2 separate regions of the Bicyclus anynana genome follow, and region 1 is linked to region 2. A link is a contact called in public Hi-C data. All regions are on one chromosome and are shown on one strand. The core of a region is the stretch at or near the end of the contact, and the rest is flanking DNA. Distances in the headings are between cores, read along the strand shown.

Region 1 (3,078 bases), core at 575-3,074, 39 kb after region 2:
GTTAGTAATTTTCTACTTATTTATTTCATATACATGTAATGCTTTTTTCGCCCGAATTCTCTGTTGTGGATATACTATTTGTGCAACATACTATATCGTAACACTTATAATTGAATGAAATTCATCAAATCTATGCTTCTTTTTACTTTTAAAAAAATATAAAAAGCTGAAGAGTTTATTTGTTTGATTGAACGCGCTAATCTCAGGTTTACTGGTCCGATTTGAAAAATTCTTTCAGTGTTGGATATCCCATTTATCGAGGAAGGCTATAGGCTATAAATTATGCCTGTTTTCCTACGGGAACGGGAACCACGCGGCGTCAGCTAGTTTTGTTTTATTCTCTGAAGTCAATTCTATCCCCACTCCTGTCAAAGATTTTTTTCAAGAGTCGACGTTTTGAAGGATGCATATTCATATGACTCTTACCCTCAGACCAATTATAGAAGGACCTGCATCGCACTCATAGTCACGAACAAAGTTTTCTGTCATTTTCTGAGGAAAACGAGCTTAGATTTTGTGTATATCTCATACTAAACTAGAAGTTTTTGCCCGTTTTTTACACAATTCAATTACACATTAAGGTATTTTTACGGAGCTCTGTAACCGACGAACACGATCACAACTATTTAACATCGATTCTATAGAGACAGTTTTTATCATCGCATTAGATCGTTGATCATATACTTTGACAGAAAAGTAACGTCTAGCGAGGCAGGTCCTATACAATAATTGGTCTGAGCTCTTACCTTACCAATAAGATATACTTACCCACCACAGAATTTAAAATAAAAATTATGTGTATAAAGTAAATTTGTACAGATTTCCATCTAGGTGTAAATATACTCAGAGGCACAATTTTTCGCCCACTTTAATATACTTGCGTCATATTAGAGAGGGCGGGTTATGCCTCTGGGTATATATTTGTACTTAAAAAACTTATTAACGTACGTACCAAAATGTATCTATTATTAGGTACTAAGTATAGAGCAACCTATTTAATTTAATTTTTTCTTAATTCTCTGCGTGTGTGAAGTGTACCAATCCGCATTGGGCCAGCGTGGTGGACTATTGGTCTAAACCCTCTCATTCTGAAAGGAGACTCGAGCTCAGCAGTGAGCCAAACATGGGTTGATAATGATGATTTACCAATTACCTTGAGCATTTAACTAACAGTAGGTATAGGTGCTTAACGTATGTATATTTCGTTGAAAAACATTGACGCAAATTACCATATTTAACTTATTACACAAATTATTATCAACTCGTTATAATAACAAACACAAGTTTACATAACAACGTTCAACGTCTGTCCGAGTATGAAATGAGGAACTGCCTAAACTAAAAAAATAATGTCTTTATGAATTGTATTTTTCTACATTATAGTGTTTTTCAGATAGCATGGGGACGGTGACAGTTTGTTTCACTCTTGAAAGTCACTTAATATGAACGTCATAAGGCAACTGTCACCGTACCCATGCTATCTGAGAAACACTTTAGTAGGTACTACTAGCAGACACACTGGACTTCGTTCGCGAAAATTAGTGTACACTTCCATCCTCCTATAAATAGATTTTTGGATGATTCTTGAGTTTTATAGAATGAGACGATTTTTATCCAAAAAATGCTCAATCATAAAATGCTGACGCATCACTAGTCCCAGGCGTATGGTACTGAGTAAATAGGTACTGGTACATGATTACCTAATATTCAAAAAAAAATAACTAGCTTTTCACGCGTTTTCCATTGGCAGGATAAGGATAGTCCAGATTGGGAAGAGTGGGCGGAAAATATATCAAGTGTTGCGGCGCCACTGTTAGCGGAGCGTTGTGTGAGCGGCGAGCTGTGTGCGTTGCTCGCGCGCCTCTGCCGGCGGCGGCCCCGCTCCGCTCCGCTACCCGCGCTCGCTCCGCCTGTGCGCCGTGTCCTCACCCGAAACGTCGACTTCGGCAAAGCGCCCGACGCTCGACAGTTCGTGAGGGATTACATTAGGTCAGCATACGTAATACTTGCACAGGTAGAAACATTTCTATCATAACATTAATTATATAAAAAAATAGGTACTAAAGAAGTCTATTAATAATAACAATATCAGAATGAAGTTTAATTAGGTATCTAATAACTTGTCATGACCCAGACATTGCTAACCTTGCCCTTGACCATTTCATACAACATTAATACACATGCTGTAAGTGTACAAATTCATGTTAGTACCTATAGGTAGTAGGTATTAATACCAAAGGCGCGTGCGTAATTTTGTACAAGTCATTCACCTAATACGCAAATGATGTCCGCTAGCATAGCTATAACTGTAGTGGCCAATTACCTCCCTGTAACGTACCAACTCCTCATTGGAGAGTGAATATATGTATACCTAATTCTAGCACAAACAACCACATCTCTGTGCAGTGTCCCACACGTAACTTGTGACAGAGATTCTCGTGGAGATGATGCCTTGTTCTAAGTATGAAATGAGCACCGCAGTACAGAGCGACATCTGTCACAAAAAGAGCCTTAGCCCACACTACTAGTTAAAACTCCGGCTTGCAGTGCGCTGAGCGCGCAGAACTCGGGGCACAGCCTCGTGCGGCGCTTTGTGGAGGTGACGCACGGCAGCGGCGCCGCGTGCCCGCACCCGCGCGCCGCGCCCAACCTCGCGTCCGTGGCGCTGGCCGCCATCGACGACCACTACCGCGCCCGCCCCGCGCCGCACGTCTGCCACCACGCCGAGCGAGACGTGCTCTGCTTCGCCGACATCCTGGAGCACATGTAAGCTCTCACTTCACCCGCGCCAGGCCTCCCTCCTTATTGAAGAGGAGATATGGAGCTTAGATATACCAGGCTGCTGTAATACGGTTTGACGGGCTTAGGGTAATAATGATAAATGGAGCTTAGATATACCAGGCTGCTCCAATACGGTATGACGGGCTTAGGGTAATAATGATAAATTCATTAAAGACAACTGTCACATGTTATTAACCACTATATCATAATGATAGTGACCGCGGGACCGACGGCTAAAGTGCTTCTCCGAGGCATGGCAGTGACGTTACACTACAAAAGTTTGAACTCCAGGCTGAG
Region 2 (3,417 bases), core at 739-3,238:
ATAGGTCTATAGCCATACTCGAGGAGTACTGTTTACTAACAAACAAATTAGAAATGAGGGTAGAAAACGCATGTCATTTCATAACTTTTTCATTTAAAATTATGTATTGTTTTTTTATAAAATATTATTCAAAATATATTAACTATATGTAACTATTTTAAGCTTATTAATCAAATTTATTTTCATTAATTTAAGAACAAGTTAATTATAATTATTATTAGGTGTGAAATGACTAGCGATTTATACCCTCATTTTTAATTTGTTTGTTGGTAAACAGTATTCCTCGAGTATGGCTTTAGTATAGTTAGCTTTAGATAATATTAGGTAAATTCACTTACTGGTGTCACTATTCTGAAATCGATCATACCGGCGCCGCTAGTGGAGCCTGTCACACAAGTGCCCGTTGGAACACATCGACAGCTTTGCCTTTTACGTATCTTGTGTGCATTATTATGTGCGTTCTCAGTTCCCACTAAATCTTCAAGTCTCCATTTTCTATGTTTCAAACTCCTGCGTTCTCGGGGGAATCTAACTGCTGTATCGAACGAGGGCACTTGTGCGCTGTAGCCGGTTATCAGTGGTTGCAACGCCGCCGCAGTGGTGCCAAGTCGAGGATCGATCTGCAGTGAGCCTGAAGCGTTTTCGTCAGGATTAGAAACACATATCACATCAGGATCATTACATAGTAAAACAGGTAAATACTCTTCGGCAGATGACTTTGTGTTAGTCGATTTCATGGAAGGTGTTGCTATGGTTAGTGATGATGATGGTGTTATGTTACCGGCGATTGTTGTTGCCGCTGCAGTTGTCGTTGTTGTTGGTGCAGCTGTCGTAGTTGTTGTTGGAGCTGGTGTTACTGTTACATTTGGTGGACGCGCTGTCGTCGTTGTCGTAGTCGTCGTCGTAGTTGTAGTGGTAGTAGTCGTCGCTGTTGTGGCTGCAGTAGTTGCAGTTGTTGCAGTAGTTGCCGCGGTTGTAGGCTGAAGTATCGGCGTAGGAATCCCCTGCACAACTACGATTGTAGCAGGTGGTGAGGGGTTCGCAGGCAAAAGCCCCAAACAGGCAGTGAGTAACCACAGACACATAACGCGATATATAACTTAGCAGCTGTCCGGCTAATCATAAACTGGCTTTGATCGCACGCGTTTAGTAATATAGTTATAAATTCAGACGAGATGAGCCAGTATTAAATATGTCCTTACTGCAACAATTGGTATTTCCCTCACAATTGAAGCCTTCATGGTGTTTTGCGCGTGGTTACATAGCGATAAATTGACGCAATCATCAAAATGTGTATTACTAATCCATAGCAATCGTTGTCGTTTGCAGCTGTTAATTTATTTTGAATCATTACGCGCTGTATGTTATAACTATCACAATTATCTATACAATAAAAAACTATACCTACCCATAACTATATATCCTAGTTACCTACTAGTTCAGTTAAAGCTAGATAATCTAGATGTTAGCTATGTGAAAACTTAGATAATTTATTCCAACAACAGTATAAAATGTAATATTGCACAAATACAAATACTAGTAGGTAATGGTAGTAACTATAGTATAGTAATTAGTAAGAAACGATACTAATTAGTGATGAAATGATTATTATCACTAAATCTGTCATTATATACAATTTATTGTTTCTTGCCTTGCCACAAAGGCATAAAGTTTTATAATAATTAGAGTAATATTTTTCGACTAGTTGACGCAGTTTCACCCGCGTGGTTCCCGTTCCTGTAGGAATACAGGGATAATATATAGCCTATTGCCTTCGTCGATAAATGGGCATTCTAACACTGAAAGAATTTTACAAATCGGACCAGTAGTTCCTGAGATTAGCGCGTTCAATCGAACAAACAAACAAACTCTTCAGCTTTATAATATTAGTATAGATAGTCTCTTAGATGTTTTTAATGAAATGTATAAACTTTTCTTGAGTTTGTAATAAATATAGTTACTAACTCATTAACCTTTGAACATACCCATTCAAGTAATCTATAATCTTTAAACATATTATTATGTATTTATTTTCAACCAAAAATATTTTGCATACATGTCCACGATTTCACATTCAATTCATGCAAAGGTGTCGAGGTCAAAGTATGAAAATGTAACAATCCATAACAACGACAATAATAATTTATGGAACATTAAAATGGAATTCTATTGAAAATGGTTCCATTTTATTTTTGAGCAATAATAATGACGCATAAGTAGGTGCTAAACGCAGTAAATATACTGAGGTTACGTCACACTTGTATATTTTTCGGAAACTTACATCGCTTTAAGAAGAATTTCATTTTATTAAATAAATTAAATGAATTATTATCCCTCTGGAAAAAAAAACTGGTCTTACAAATCCAAAAGTGAGAGCTCTTTTTAGAGCATTTACATAATTTTTTTTTAATTTTGTGTATTTAATAAATAGTAGCTGACGCCCCGCGGTTTCATCTGTGGAGTTCCCATTCCCGTGAGAATACGGGGATAAAATATAGTCTATGACACTTATAAATAACGTGGCTTTCTAGTGGTAAAAGAATTTTAAAAATCGGTTCAGTAGATCTAGAGATTATCCCCTACAACAACACAAACGCTACCTCTGCATAATATTAGTATCAGATTAATATTTATGTCCGCTAATTTTGACCTACAAATGTAACCGCGTTGAACTCTTTTAGGTGAATTAATTCGCAAAATTTGAAAAAGTAACAGTGAAAAATGTGACCTACCTTTTATAATATAATTGCTAATAGGGAAGTAAATGCTTTTTTTTTTTGCGAAATTTACCAAACATTTGTGAAGATTATTATTACTATTAAGACAGGTCGCAATCAAAGTTGAAAATGGTCACCCGACATCTTTATATGTTTTTTTATTTTTCAATGCGTTTAAAAACGGAGATTCTTATCTCTATGTCTGAGCTTTGTATGTATGTATGTTTGTATGTCTACGATTATAAAAAGAAAATTGATCAGTTTTTAACCGACTTCAAAAAAAAGGAGGAGGTTTCTCAATTCGACCGTATATATATATATTTTTTTGGGTGATATTTTCATTATTAAAATGCAAATTTTTAGGAAAGGTTTCGTAAGGTTTATTCGATTTATATAATAAAATAAATTATTATATATTCATAATATTACGTTACGTTACGTTTAAGTTGTCATGTAACTATAACTATATTGTACGTACGTTTTATGCCACCTATCACTTATTCGGCGTACTATTACGTAAATACGTGAACAGAATTTCAGAAGCACTCCGCTCGTGAAGCATACGTGACGTGACGAGCTAATTGAGGTTCGCGAACCGGCCGCTAGATGGCGTTGGCAGCCGCAGTCCGCAGTTGCGCATGTTGAGTGTACGTCAATATAAATAAGAAAGAAATCCACAATCGAGTCCTCTACATACATA

The links. Hi-C and Micro-C count contacts between places; a contact is called where the count stands out from the background.
Region 1: a Hi-C map of whole larva shows a contact between it and region 2, with 7 times the contacts expected there. The contact joins the enhancer-like site here to the promoter of LOC112057365 in region 2. A contact is called at or near these places in 2 of 2 Hi-C or Micro-C datasets (whole body and whole larva).

The regions. Positions count from the first base shown.
Region 1 is chr1:9,178,852-9,181,929 of ilBicAnyn1.1, forward strand. LOC112049620 (C-Maf-inducing protein) reads left to right here. Exons shown (of 14, transcript XM_024087585.2): 7 at 1,751-1,989; 8 at 2,548-2,766. Among protein-coding and RNA genes, the nearest start is that of LOC112049608, 32 kb to the right of the region's middle. Within about 2 kb of position 1,825, at least 8 of the 8 cell types and tissues checked have open chromatin away from gene starts, as enhancers often do.
Region 2 is chr1:9,140,112-9,143,528 of ilBicAnyn1.1, forward strand. LOC112057365 (phenoloxidase-activating factor 2-like) reads right to left here and starts at 1,989. Exons shown (of 8, transcript XM_052881777.1): 1 at 1,986-1,989; 2 at 798-980; 3 at 339-631. The coding sequence starts at 1,989. LOC112049620 (C-Maf-inducing protein) reads left to right here and starts at 3,405. Exons shown (of 14, transcript XM_024087585.2): 1 at 3,405-3,417.